2 separate regions of the Pan troglodytes genome follow, and region 2 is linked to region 1. A link is a contact called in public Hi-C data. All regions are on one chromosome and are shown on one strand. Each heading gives the region's core, a stretch centred on a gene start, on an enhancer-like site or on the middle of the called end of the contact. The rest is flanking DNA. Distances are from core to core; before and after follow the strand shown.

Region 1 (6,845 bases), core at 1,818-4,317:
CTTGCTATTTCCAGGCTGAGAGTGTGACAGGATGGGGGAGAAGAACCTTTCTTTTTCTTTCTTTCTTTCTTTTTTTTTTTTTTTTTGAGAGAATCTCGCTCTTTTGGCCAGGCTGGAGTGCAGCGGCGTGATCTCGGCTCACTGCAACCTCTGCCTCCCGGGATCAAGCAATTCTTATGCCTCATCCTCCCGAGTAGCTGGGATTACAGGTGCATGCGCTACCACACCCAGCTAATTTTTGTATTTTTAGTAGAGATGGGGTTTCACCATGTTAGCCAGGCTGGTCTGGAACTCCTGACCTCAGGTGATCCACCTGCCTCTGGGCCTCCCACAGTGCTGAGATGACAGGCGCGAGCCACCACACCCGGCCCCCTTATTTCTTTCAGTTCTGGAATTTAGCAAAGTAGGACTTGCTGGTCCTTATAATGTGTTTCCAGAGGATAAATATCTGAGGCTGAAACATGGCTACAGCCTTGTCCAAGCTGGTTTCTCATAGGATCCTAATAGTACACAAACAGTGACAGCTTGTGAACACCTTCTGTTTGCCAGAAACGGTCCATTACGAACCACTTACAATCCTCACAGCCATCCTGGAATCATTATTCATGTCAGAGGGGAAGAACTAGAGGCTGAGAGAGGCGGCTGAGCAGGGGCTGGACCAGGGCAGGCCTGGCTCTTTCCTTTTCACTGGCAGCCCGTGGCACTGTGGGGCTCGGCGGGCAGGGCTGGGGCCAGCATCTCATGCGTTGCTGCTCCTGGCTAGACCCCACGTCCACTCTGAATAGAGTCAAAGCCTTCCCGTGGTCTGTGTCACAGCCTCCCTGTGCAATTGGGAACCCTAAGGGCTGTGGCTGGGGACAGGATGCTCAGCGTGCCAGCCAGGGCTGGGGTTTGCAGACAGCAGAGGCACTTTTAACTGTAGAGGTGAGCCTCACCCCACGTGCTCTGGGAAACTCTCCCTGGGTTTATGCCTAATGGCGTTTCTCTAGCTTCTGTGGGATCCGCACTCTGAGCTAGCTGTGGGGAACCCTTCCCTCTCCTGTTGGCAAGAGCCCAGCGCTCCCCCAGCACCTCTGGGCTCTGGCCCAGCAGGCAGCCCCTGCAACATTAGACCCTTAGCCTGAGCCGGGCCAGACACCAGCTCATCTCAGACGCAGGGCAGCTCTCTGGACAAAACTCTCGGGGCAGCTGGCTGTGTCTCTCACTAGCTCAGCAGGCTTGGCCTGAGGCCCCTCTGCCCTCACTCAACCCCCTCCCCAGAATCCTTCCTGGGTTCCAAGTCGGCCCCTCATTATGGGGGCCCTGGCCCACGGTTCCCTGGGAGCTCTTCCAAGCCTCTCGCTCGGGGTACATGCACGCAGGACTTACCGGCCCCCAATCCTAGCCCTGCCCTTGGCCTCCTTCCCTGAGACCTGGCCAGAGTCCCCCTTCACTGTGGCTGCTTCCAGGCAGCTCTGCAGGGAGGTCCAGAGACGGGGCTGACCACATCCTTAGACTCCCAGGCCCCGTGGCCCCTCTCCTGATCATATCCTCTTCCACCCCAGGGGACTCAGGGAGGAGGGGTCTCTGGATGTCTCTTTCCTCCCCTTGGGCTCCCACAGTGCTCAGCCACACCTGGGGTCTTGCCATGAATGAGTTCCCCCAGGCGCCTACCTATGGGCCTTAGGCCCCGCCCAGCATTCCAAGGAGAGCCCCCAGCCCTCAGGCGTTCCTGCCACCCTGGGCCACGGGGCCCACTGGAGTCGTGGTATCGGAGAGAAATGAGTTTTTCCTTTTATTTGGCTGCTGCCCCTGCCTGCCTCTCCCGGATCCTGCCTCTCCCGGATCAGGCTTGGGCAGCAGCGCAGGCAGGGAAGGGGACTCCGCACTCATGTGCCCACGAGACCACAGCAGGCCCCACCCGCATTCCCACGCTCCCACACCTCCTGCCTCAAAGCCCTCACTCTCCTAAAAGCATCGAGAACACACAGGGCTCGGAGGCGCAGGAGTGCGAAGGCGGCATTCCAAGACGAGTTCGAGTCCAAGATGAGTTCAGGATCCTGAGCCTTTCTGGCAACTGCCTCCCCAGGCTGGGATGTGGGGGCGCAGCCCCGGGCCCCGGAACTCCTTCTCTCTGCCCCAGGCTGGGATGTGGGGGCGCAGCCCCAGGACCCGGAGCTCCTTCTCTCTGCCCCAGGCTGGGATGTGGGGGCGCAACCCCGGGTCCCGGAGCTCCTTCTCTCTGGCGAGCTCCTTCTCTTCCACGCCAGGTCTCAGTCGGTCCAGTTCTGCTCTGTCCAAGACGCCTTTGCAGTCCCGGGTTTTATAGTCCAGCTGCCAGCCCGGCCTCCCTGCAGCCCAGCCGGTGCCTCGAGGCCGGTCAGGAGCGCGGATGGCCCATCCCGGGGGCGGATCGCAGGTAGCCCCGCGGCCAGGGAGGCGGCCCGGCAGAGGAAGCCCCCGGACAGCGGCGCCAGCTTCCCCCGGAGGCCTGTGCTAGGCCCGGCCCCTCGGCCACCGCACTGGGCCGTGCCAGGGGCGCGTTCGGGGGGCACGAGGCGCAGCGGGGCGCGGACGGCACCGTGGGGCGGGCGGCGTCTGGGCGCGCGAGGCTGGGCCCTGCAGGCGGCGGGGGGCTGGCGCCTGTGTCCCCGGTGTCCCCGCGCGCGGCCGGGCCGTGGCACTCCAGGTGTCCGCAGGGCCCGCGGGGCGCGGGGCTGGCGCGCAGGACCAGGGAGAGCGCGGCGATGCGGTGGATGGCCCTGCGCAGCGTGGCGATCTTGGAGAGCCTCTTGCCGCCCAGGTCGTGCCGCAGCGCCCGGCGCAGCGCGTTGAAGGCCTCGTTGTAGTCCAGGATGCGCTTGCGCTCCCGCACGTTGGCGGCCATGCGCCGCGCCTTGGACCGCACCGGCCGCGCGCGCCTCCTGCCCGCCGGCTCCTCCGCCTCGCCCCGGCTGCAGGAAGCGCCGTTCGCCCCCAGCACCCCCGAATCCCCCCCGGGCTCGGGGCAGGGGCCCCCCAAGTCCTCCGCAGAGCCCTCGGCCCCCTTCCGCGCCGTGAGGCCTAGTCCTGGCGCGCCCCGCAGCATGGCCTTCCCGGGCACTAGCCCTCTGCCGTCTGCCCTCTGCCCTCTGCCCTCTGCCCACTGCCCCGGCCCGGCTCGCGACGCGGACGGTCCCCGGCTCCTGGGGCTGGACACTCCCGAGACAGGCCCCTTCCAGCTGGGCTTTATGGCACCACGCGGCGCCCCGCCCTCCCGTCCATCTATCTCCCTCCTCCTGCTTTATTATCGGCCTCCAGGTAGGTCGGCGGGGGAGGAACCGAGAAGAAGGAAAGCAAGGAGGGAAGCTTGCAGGTTCTTGTAAGCGGGGATCAGACGGGCAGCCCGGCCACGCTGCCCCGGGGACCTTGCCCTGCCTAGCTCTGGGGCCGCTGTGGGGTGTCTGGGTTCCACATTCTTCCTCCCCATTCCCAGATAAGGTGCTAAGTTTGGCTTCTAGCAGGAGAGCTGATAGGAATAAATAGAGGCAGAGGGCCGGGCACTGGGGCTCACGCCTGTCATCCCAGCAGTTTGGGAGGCCGAGGCGGGCGGATCACTTGAGTTCAGGAGTTTGAGACCAGCCTGGCCAACAGAGTATATAAAACCCCGTCTACTAAAAACACAAAAATTAGCCGGGCGTGGTGGCAGGCGCCTGTAATCCCAGCTACTCGGGAGGCTGAGGCAGGAGAATGGCTTGAGCCCAGGAGCTGGAGGTTGCAGTGAGCCGAGATCGCACCACTGCACTCTAGCCTGGGAGACAGAACGAGACTCCGTCTCAGAAAAACAACAACAAAAACAACAACAAAACCTTGAAAGTTCTTGTCAAGTCCCGTGGGCAACCACAGAGATGTCATTGAAGAAAAGCATGAGTGTCCCGGCAGGACTCATATGGGAGGGGCAGGGCCCTGCAGGTAAGGCTGACCCAGAGCTTCCGGCTTTTTCAGCTATGGAGGGCGGCTGGCTGCAATTGGGGTTCGGGTTTTGGTTGGGCCTGACTCTCCCTCCACTGCCCTTTGACTCCCCTTCTGCAGGCAGAGCTGGGATGAGTCAGCAGCTGAGGGTGACGGGGAAGATCCCTTTGCAGCCCTGGGTCCACATCAGGGGCATCTTTGGGGTCCAGAGCTCTCGGGCAGCCCTATCTTGTGACACAGCCCTGCCAGGTTATGAACTCAATGAGCAGCCTCTGTCCTCTTCCCCCAGGGATTTGCATTTGAAAGAGGGTCTCAGAAAAAAGATAATGTTTATTCCCAAAGAAAGACCCCCAGTAGAATTTCCGGCATCCACAGCTGAGTTATTTGGAGCGCCTGAAGGCCAGTCATTCCCAGTCACAATCCAAATGCCTCTAAAATGCCAAGGCCTATGGCATTCGAATGGGTGTGTGGTTCACATCCATCTCGCCAAAAGAGCATTGCCAATAACCCCATTATTTCAAACTGTGAATTTCTCCATAAAAGAAAATAATAAGGCATTAGGAAGCAGAGTGTATGTATTTACTTCTGTGATTGTCTGCCTTGCCCACTAGGATGAAAGCATCCTAAGGACATCTGTATTTCCCAGGTTCTATGTCCCCCAAATCTGCAATATATGTCGAATTATAAAGCAGCTAGAGGCCGGGCGCAGTGGCTCACGCCTGTAATCCCAGTACTTTGGGAGGCCGAGGTGGGTGGATCACTTGAGGTCAGGAGTTCAAGACCAGCCTGGCCAACACGGTGAAACCCCGTCTCTACTAAAATACAACAATTAGCTGGACGTGGTGGCGGGAGCCTGTAGTCCCAGCTACTTGGGAGGCTGAGGCAGGAGAATCGCTTGAACCAGGGAGGCGGAGGTTGCAATGAGCCGAGATCCCGCCACTGCACTCCAGCCTGGCGGACAGAGCGAGACTCCGTCTCAAAAACAACAAAAAATAAACCAGAAAAAAAAAGGTCAGTAAAAGCAAAGAAAATGCCCACGCAGCGCGCGTTTCCCGGTGGCGTTTCCCGGCCGCTGCCGCCCTTCCCCGCGCAGGTCAGGAAACGGCCCCACGCGAAGAACCCCGAGGACCCGGGAGAGGCGCCCCGTCCTGGAACCCGGGACTCCCGGGCGCTGCGGGGCGCGGCCGACTTCAAAGCGAGCGGCGGGCCCGGCATTTCCGCGGCACCTGCCCGTGCCCGGGAGCGCGAGTTCTCGGCCCGGGCGGGAGGAGGAGGCGGCGGGCGGGGCGCCGTGATTTAGGGTCTGGCGGTTCCGCCGGCGGCCGCGTAGGTGCCTATTAGCGCCGGGCGGGGCCTGGGGTTCAAAAGTTCCGGCTCTTCCTCCGGAAGTTCCGGCGCCGCTCCCTGAGGGAGGACGGAACGCCCGCCCGGGAGAGAAAGTCCGGGAGCCGCTCACGGGGGCCTCGACCCCACCCCCCTCCAGAGAGCGGGTCCCGGGAAGCCCTGAGCCTCCTTCTCTCCCAGGCGAGACCCTGGCGTTTCAACCCACACGCCCAGTGTGGAAGACGTAGGGGCGCAGTTGCAGCCTCTGCCCCTTCATGCGCTCATTCAACAAAAACTTTTTTTTTTTGAGACCGAGTCTCGCTCTGTCGCCCAGGCTGGACCGCAGTGTCGCAATCTTGGCTCACTGCAAGCTCCACCTCTCGGGTTCAAGCGATTCTGCTGCCTCAGCCTCCCGAGTACGTGGGATTACAGGCACCCACCATCGTGCCCAGCTATTTTTTGTATTTTTACCAGAGACGGGGTTTCACCATGTTGGCCAGGATGGTCTCGAACTCCCGGCCTTAAGTGATCCGCCCGCCTCGGCCACCCAAAGTGCTGGGATTACAGACGTGAGCCACCGCGCCCGGCCCTGAACTGGATTTCAAAGGATGAATAGCAGTTTGCCAAGCAGACAGGAGGTAGAGGGAACAGCAGGTGCCAGGCCCTGGAAGTGTAAGCGGTCACAGGATGGTGCGAAAAATACAGGAAAGTGACTTTGCCAAACCACCAAATGTGAGGCCAGGGAGTGACGGGAGATAAGGCTGGAGATCACCAGGCGTCGTGCCAAAAGCTTGCTTTTCGCCCTGTAGGCAGCTGGGTACTGCAAAAGGTTATTAAGCTGAGGAATGTCAGCCGTATTTGAATTACAGCTAGAGCTCTTTGAGCAGTGTGGAGAATGGATGTTAAGACAAATTCCACTTAGGAAGCAAGGATCCTGGAGGAAGGGGGGGGGACACCCCTGAGCTACACAGGCAGTGGTGAGAGAAGGGCACGGAGTCAACACCTGTTTGGAAAATAGAATTGACATGTGGGGGTGCCAATGGGATAAAGCAGATGACAAAAAGGGGTGTCGTCTCCATATCCTCCTTTAAGAGCAGAAGCCTTAGTTCAGAGACACTCTCTACAAAGGTCCAGCCATGGACATGGGGACAAGAAAGCCAGTGGCATATGGTCACCTCAGACCCAGGGCACCCACGACTTCGGTGATTTTTTTTTTTTTTTTTTTTTTTTTTGAGGTGGAGTCTCGTTCTGTCTCCCAGGCTGGAGTGCAGTGGCGAAATCTCGGCTCACTGCAACCTGCACCTCCCGGGTTTAAGCGATTCTCCTGCCTCAGCCTCCTGAGTAGCTGGGACTACAGGCGTGTGCCATGGTGGATGTTTTTGTTATCAGTGTTTGCTATGTGGCATTTGAGCAGCCTTCCTATCTGGGGAGAAGGGAGTCTCCATGGTGGGGCTCTGGGTGGCAGAGATTTCTGGTAACTGGGACAGATGCGAGTCCAGGCACTTGGCTGCCTGACTTGAATCTGGAGTGGTGTCCCAAAGAAACAAACAGGTAACAGTGGAGAAATCACGGTGCCAGTGTGGGCCTGTGGC
Region 2 (6,845 bases), core at 2,955-5,454, 370 kb before region 1:
TTGCAGCCCTGAGCCTCAGCTCTTGGACGCCTGGCTGGAAGTTGGCTGTCTTGTTTCCTGTGACCTTGGGGGTGGAAAGGACAGGGCCCAGGCGACCTAGGGCACTATCTCCCTACCCCACGCCTTCTCCCTTCCTCGTTCCTCCCTACCCTTATCGCTTCTACCCCGCCCACACCGCCCTAAACGGCTTCCTGGGGCGGAACTGTTTCGCTTTTCCCCGTCCCAGTGGAGGCGGGGGGGGGGGGGGGGGGTTGCAGCCCTAAGCCTCTGGGAGACATGGAGCCCAGGAGGGCGGCGCCTGGGGCGCCTGGCTGGGGGTCTCGGGAGGCCGCGGGGTCGGCATCGGCCGCGGAGCTTGTGTACCATCTAGCCGGGGCCCTGGGCACTGAGCTGCAGGATCTGGCGCGCCGTTTCGGGCCGGAGGCGGCGGCCGGGCTGGTGCCGCTAGTGGTGCGGGCGCTGGAGCTCTTGGAACAGGCTGCCGTGGGGCCCGCCCCGGACTCGGTGAGTCATGGCCCTCCCTTCGCCACCCACGGGGCCGGCAGGGCCGAAGCCTGAGACCGGGGTCTCCCCAGCTGCAGGTGTCGGCGCAGCAGGCGGAGCAGGAGCTGCGGCGGCTGCGGGAGGAGAACGAGCGCCTCCGCAGGGAGCTGCGCGCGGGGCCACAGGGTAAGCGCAGCCCCGGCCAGGGCAGGGCGGGTGGCGACCTGCTCGGGTCCTCCCCTCCCTCCCGCGGGCCGCGCGCCGCCGCCGCTAAGAACGCCCCTTCCTCAGAGGAGCGCGCGCTGCTGCGGCAGCTCAAGGAGGTCACGGACCGACAGCGGGACGAACTCCGGGCGCACAACCGCGACCTGCGGCAGCGCGGCCAGGAGACCGAGGCGGTGAGGGCGGGGCGCGGGCGGGGCGGGGCGGGGCGGGGGCGGAGCGAGGCGGGCGCGGGGCGGGGCTCCGGGGGCCCTCGGTGCCCCGCCCACCCCACCCTTTGCTCCGCTCCCAGTTGCAGGAGCAGCTGCAGCGCCTCCTGCTGGTGAACGCTGAGCTGCGGCACAAGCTGGCGGCCGTGCAGACCCAGCTGCGCGCCGCGCAGGACCGCGAGAGGGAGCGCCAGCAGCCTGGCGAAGCCGCGACTCCGCAGGCTAAAGAGCGAGCGCGGGGGCAGGCCGGGCGGCCCGGGCACCAGCACGGACAGGAGCCCGAATGGGCGACCGCCGGCGCAGGCGCCCCAGGGAACCCTGAGGACCCGGTGAGTGCCGTATGAGGGCAAGGACCCAGCCCAGGACTCAGCGTCCAGCCCTCGGTGGGCACTCAAGCAAGGTTTGCATGCTGCACAGCAGGTCGGCCAGGAAGCGGGGAGGTGGCAGACAGATCTGCGCCCCCGGCCGGCCTCGGCCCCCGCTCTCACCTGGAGCACTGCTCTGTTATCTGTCAGGGCACCCTTGTCCCCCAAGTCTCCCGGCCCGTCACTTCCTCTAGCATTCCCATGATGGCCCTGGGGCGGGGGAACGCCAGCCGAGGCGACCCTCTGACTGTGCCTGTCCTTCCAAAGGCGGAGGCCGCGCAGCAGCTCGGGGGCCCCTCGGAGGCAGGACAGTGCCGCTTCAGTCGGGAGGAGTTTGAGCAAATCCTTCAGGAGCGGAATGAACTCAAAGCCAAAGTGTTCCTGCTCAAGGAGGAACTGGCCTACTTCCAGCGGTGAGGACGCTGGGAAGCCGGGGGGCCTCCGATCACCCCACCTCATTCTCCAGTCATTGACATGTCCACAGTGACATGTGCCAGGCCTGCGCTGGGAACTGGGAGGACATGAATTGTACAGCCCTTGCCCTCCTGCAATGTCATCCAGACAGGGGAGAGGGACAGTACAAAGGGCTGCAGCTGCAGCAGCCAGGGAAGCTCTCCTAGGAGGGGGCCATGGGGCCACCTAATTTAAGGTCTGAGTGTGTCAGCAAGGCAGAGCGCTTCCCGTGTTCAGGGAAGAGCTGCGTGCACACGTACCAGGAGTGAGGACTGCGGCTGGCATCTCCACTGCTGGCATCCCCATGGCTGGCATCACCAGGGCTTTCCCCCTCCCTGCCCCTTTTCTTTAGGGAGCTGCTCACAGACCACCGGGTCCCCGGCCTTCTGCTCGAGGCCATGAAGGTGGCTGTCCGGAAGCAGCGGAAGAAGATCAAGGCCAAGATGTTAGGGACACCAGAGGAAGCAGAGAGCAGGTAGGTCCCTGCCTGCATTCCCACGGAGCCAGGCCTCCCTCCCTCATTCTGCTGAGCCTGATGACCAGCCTGGTCACCCTCTGAGCCCATTGTCTCAGACTGAGGCTGTCACCCCAACCTGGTCACCCCTTGAGCCTCCCTAGCCTGGCCGCTTCTAGGGCCTGCTGACCTGGTCTGGCTGTGTCCCATGGCCGCTGTCCAGCCTGCGCCCTTCTCCCTGGATCTCACCACTCCCCTTGCCTTGCCTGCCGTCCATTCTGCCTGACAACGCTGCCTCTCCACATTCATTCTTCAAGTTCCTGTCTTGGCTGGGTCTGTTTATTCTTACGGGGGTGAAACTGTAGCCGCGGCTGTGTCAGGGCCTGCTGTGTGTCAAGCTATAAAATAAACCCTTGGCAGGGCGCGGTGGCTCACGCCTGTAATCCCAGCACTTTGAGAGGCTAAGGTGGGTAGATCACCTGAGGTCAGGAGTTCGAGACCAGCGTGGCCAACATGGTGAAACCCCGTCTCTACTAAAAATACAAAAATTAGCCGGGCATGGTGGCATGTGCCTATAATCCCAGCTACTCAGGAGGCTGCGGCAGGAGAATCGCTTGAACTTGGGAGGCGGAGGTTGCAGTGAGCTGAGATCGCGCCACTGCACTCCAGCCTGGGCGACAGAGTGAGACCCTGTCTCAAAAAAAAAAAAAAAAAAATTAAAAATTAAAGCCTCGACATCCTGCATCTCCCCAGGGTTGCCTTCTCTCCAGCCCCGGGGGCCCTGCAGTCCCTCCATCCCCCCTGCTGGATTCCTGTTGTCCCTCAGGGCCTTGATCAATGGCCCTCACTTCTCCTCTCTCCTCTGTCTCAGTGAGGATGAGGCTGGCCCATGGATCCTGCTCTCCGATGACAAGGGAGACCATCCCCCACCCCCGGAGTCCAAAATACAGAGTTTGTATGTTGGGGAAAGGGGAAAGGCAAGAGTGTGGGGAGGGAGGAAGGGCCCTGGCTGGTCCTTCTCAGGATCCCCTTTCCCGCTTCTCTGCCCGTCACCCTGCTGTGCTTGGCTCTAAGCCCACCCTCCCCTCCTGCTTCTCTGGCCCTGGCCCCCATCACCTTCACACTCCCTCAGGCTGCCCTTTCTTCCCCCTCTCCCCTTTTCTCACCACCCCCTGCCCTCACCCATATCCTTGACCTCTCTGGCTTCCTGGCTCAAAGTGCCTCTGGCTGTCTCTCTCCAGCTTTGGCCTATGGTATCGGGGTAAAGCTGAATCCTCTGAGGATGAGACCAGCAGCCCTGCACCCAGCAAGCTAGGGGGAGAAGAGGAGGCCCAACCACAGTCTCCAGCTCCTGATCCGCCCTGTTCTGCCCTCCACGAACACCTTTGTCTGGGGGCCTCAGCCGCCCCAGAGGCCTGACTTAGGGGTCTGGCTGTGGAAGGATGTGTGGCCTCAAATGAGGACAGGGCTCCCGCCTTCACAGCCCTCGCCAGGGGTCTGCCCCAATCCTGGCCTGCATCAGGGCAGGACGGGGTCTCAGCCCGCCTCCCTCTCTACGTCTCTGTACTGAGCCTCTGGGGCCAGATATAAGAGTGCCTCTCTGAGTCTCAGTTTCCCCATCCATGAAATGAGAGCTGACTGCCTAGCTCCCAGGGCTTTGCAGACGGCCTGAGCTCATGTAATAAAGAACTGCCCGTAATACACAGAAACTGTTCCTCGCCTGTCTGTCCATGTCTGTGCCACCTCCCAACCCTGCCAGGAGCAGAGGCAGGCTGAGGGGTCCTCGCTGGTCTCCTTGCTCAGTCACTGGGTGGGGTGGCTTCTTGCAGCTCAGGCCTTGCTTTGGGAGTGTGGCTTGATGGAAAGCCGTGGCTCCCAGCCTCAGTCCACCCCCTTCCCTGGCCCCGGCACCCAGGGACCTGCAACTTCATTCTTCTGGCCCTTCCAGGCCCAGGCCAGTCAGCCCTGCCATTGCCTTTCTTTCCCTTTCTTTTTTTTGAGTGTCAGTCTTTCCAGCCACCCCCTCCCTCTCAGGGAGGTGCCTCGTGGCAGCCCGCCCCTCCGGCCTGGTTTCCTCAGGAAAAGCCCTGAGAGGAAGCAGGGAGGGGGTTGGGAGCTGTGGGGGCCAGACGAACCCGAGCGCTCCCACCGAGCTGCCTGCCATGGGGCTGGGGCTGCTGCTCCCGCTGCTGCTGCTCTGGACTCGGGGGACTCAGGGGTCCGAGCTGGACCCCAAAGGGCAGCACGTCTGTGTGGCCAGCAGGTGGGTCTCGTGGGAGTCTGATGCGGGTGGCTGAACCGATGTTGAGGCCGTTAGGGGAAGGAGGAGACTAGGTAGGGGGCTTAGGCTGAAAGGAAGGGACTGCTGATGGCGGTCTGGCAGGTAGTGGCTAGCCAGGGCAGATGGTGGAAGGGTCAGGGAAGGAGAGGGGAGGGGCTGGGGACCCTAGCTGTAAAGATCCATTAGGCCTCCCCAGGGGGCTAAGGCAGCCTCCCCCACTGCAGCCAGAGACAGTGATCCACCTTCCTCAGGGCCAGGCTGCACCCCCCACCATGTCCGGCTGACCCCTTTTTGCCCCACAGCCCCTCTGCTGAGCTGCAGTGCTGCGCAGGCTGGAGGCAGAAGGATCAAGAATGCACCATCCGTGAGTAGCCAGGACAGACCCTCAGCCAAGGAGAAGGGAGGCCGTAGCCCAGTGACAACCCTTCCTTCCTACCCCATGGGGCCTGCCCCTCCTGATACCAGGAGTCAGGGTTTCTCCTGTGACGCCCCCCCAGGCCTGAAGGGGCACCTCTTGAGGAGGCATGGCCCCTGGAGCCAGTGAGAGGGCAGGGGTGTCCCCTGGTCCTGCTCCCATCTTTCCAACCTGGGTGGGGTGTCTTTCAGCCATCTGTGAGGGGCCGGACGCCTGCCAGAAAGACGAGGTGTGTGTGAAGCCGGGCCTCTGTCGATGCAAGCCTGGATTCTTTGGGGCCCACTGCAGCTCCCGTGAGTCTCAAGGGCCAGATGAAGTTGCTGGGCAGAGCTGGGTACGGGGGCAGTGGTGTGGGAGCAGGCGAGGCAGGTAGCCATGCAGCCTCAGGACAGCAGGGCCAGAATCCCCCCCAGCTTCACTGAGGAATTGCGGTCCAGAGACAGGAAGTGACACACACTCCCGGGAGATGGCCTGAGTCACCGGGTTTTTACCCACGTCCACAAAGCACTGCCCACCTGAGCATCTTCCTCTTCCACTTCTCAGAAAACCTGTGATTCCCCTTCATTGTAAAATGAGTGTATTACTTGCCTTTCCCACATATGCCTTATACATGGGCAGTGGATGGAAGGGGGCCCCTGGCTGGGCTCTCTGCCCTCTCTGGCAGAAAGAGAGGGAAGGGAAAGGGGTTGGGAAGCAGGAGAGCCAGAGGGTGGGCATCAGGAATCAAGGAATCACTAGGGGAAAGGTGGCTTCTCCTGACACCCTGGCGGGCAGTATCCAGGCCTGAGATCAGGAGAAAGCCAGCTCTCCTCCAGCCCAGCAGAGATCCATCTCGGCAGGGAGGAGCAGGCATGGAGGAAGGCCCACCAACCTCGGTGCCACACTCTGGGCAAGTCCCCTGCCCACTCAGGATCTCTGAGTGTGTTCTGGAATGTGAAGTGGCAGGCTGAGCCTCCCACTAATGGCTAAGGGTTTTCTGTAGGTCAGAGCGGAGCAGGAAGTGAGTGTTGCCCAGGACAGGCTGCCGGATGTTCTGAGGGTCTGTCCCCGGCTCTTGGAGGATGGGCCCAGCGCCCCTTTTCCTTGCGGAAGGGGACGCAGGGTAAGGGTCTGCGCGCGGCCCTGAGCCCGCTGACCCCTCCCGTCCCCACCCCCGCAGGCTGCCCGGGCCAGTACTGGGGCCCCGACTGCCGTGAGAGCTGCCCCTGCCACCCGCACGGCCAGTGCGAGCCAGCCACGGGCGCGTGCCAGTGCCAGGCCGACCGCTGGGGAGCCCGCTGCGAGTTCCCGTGCGCCTGCGGCCCCCACGGGCGCTGCGACCCCGCGACCGGCGTGTGCCACTGCGAACCCGGCTGGTGGTCGTCCACGTGCCGCCGCCCGTGCCAGTGCAACACCGCGGCGGCGCGCTGCGAGCAGGCCACGGGCGCCTGCGTGTGCAAGCCGGGCTGGTGGGGGCGCCGCTGCAGCTTCCGCTGCAACTGCCACGGCTCCCCGTGCGAGCAGGACTCCGGCCGCTGCGCCTGCCGGCCGGGCTGGTGGGGTCCCGAATGCCAGCAGCAGTGCGAGTGTGTGCGGGGCCGCTGCAGCGCCGCCTCCGGCGAGTGCACCTGCCCGCCCGGCTTCCGCGGAGCGCGCTGCGAGCTGCCCTGCCCGGCAGGCAGCCACGGGGTGCAGTGCGCACACAGGTGAGCGGGCGGGGCGGGGACAGGTGGGCGGGGCGGGGGCGGGGCAGACACCGGTGGGCGGGGAGGGGGAGGGGTGGAAACTGGTGAGCGGGCAGGGTGGGGGCAGGGTGGGGGCGGGGCGGGCACAGGTGAGCGGTCGGGGGAGGGGGCGGAGGCGGACACAGGTGAGCGAGGCTGGGCGGAGACCTGTGAGCGGGCGGGGCGGAGCGGAGCGGAGACAGGTGGCCGGGGCGGGGCGCCGGGAGGAGGGGTCAGGGCTTCGCGGTGCTCCTCTCAAA

Evidence for each region. Hi-C and Micro-C count contacts between places; a contact is called where the count stands out from the background.
Region 2: a Hi-C map of stem cell-derived neural progenitor cells shows a contact between it and region 1, with 6 times the contacts expected there. The contact joins the promoter of SCARF1 here to the promoter of BHLHA9 in region 1. A contact is called at or near these places in 1 of 7 Hi-C or Micro-C datasets (stem cell-derived neural progenitor cells) and 1 of 1 datasets of contacts at active chromatin or transcription factors (stem cell-derived excitatory neurons).

What each region holds. Positions count from the first base shown.
Region 1 is chr19:11,753,076-11,759,920 of NHGRI_mPanTro3-v2.0_pri, reverse strand. BHLHA9 (basic helix-loop-helix family member a9) reads right to left here and starts at 3,067. Exons shown (of 1, transcript NM_001243846.1): 1 at 2,360-3,067. The coding sequence starts at 3,067. The coding sequence ends at 2,360.
Region 2 is chr19:12,127,070-12,133,914 of NHGRI_mPanTro3-v2.0_pri, reverse strand. It overlaps SCARF1 (scavenger receptor class F member 1), which reads left to right and starts at 4,204. Exons shown (of 11, transcript XM_016931140.4): 1 at 4,204-4,449; 2 at 4,770-4,831; 3 at 5,074-5,175; 4 at 6,042-6,567. The coding sequence starts at 4,349. It overlaps RILP (Rab interacting lysosomal protein), which reads left to right and starts at 209. Exons shown (of 8, transcript XM_016931144.4): 1 at 209-504; 2 at 576-669; 3 at 775-881; 4 at 998-1,243; 5 at 1,547-1,692; 6 at 2,085-2,207; 7 at 3,058-3,141; 8 at 3,428-3,895. The coding sequence starts at 277. The coding sequence ends at 3,605.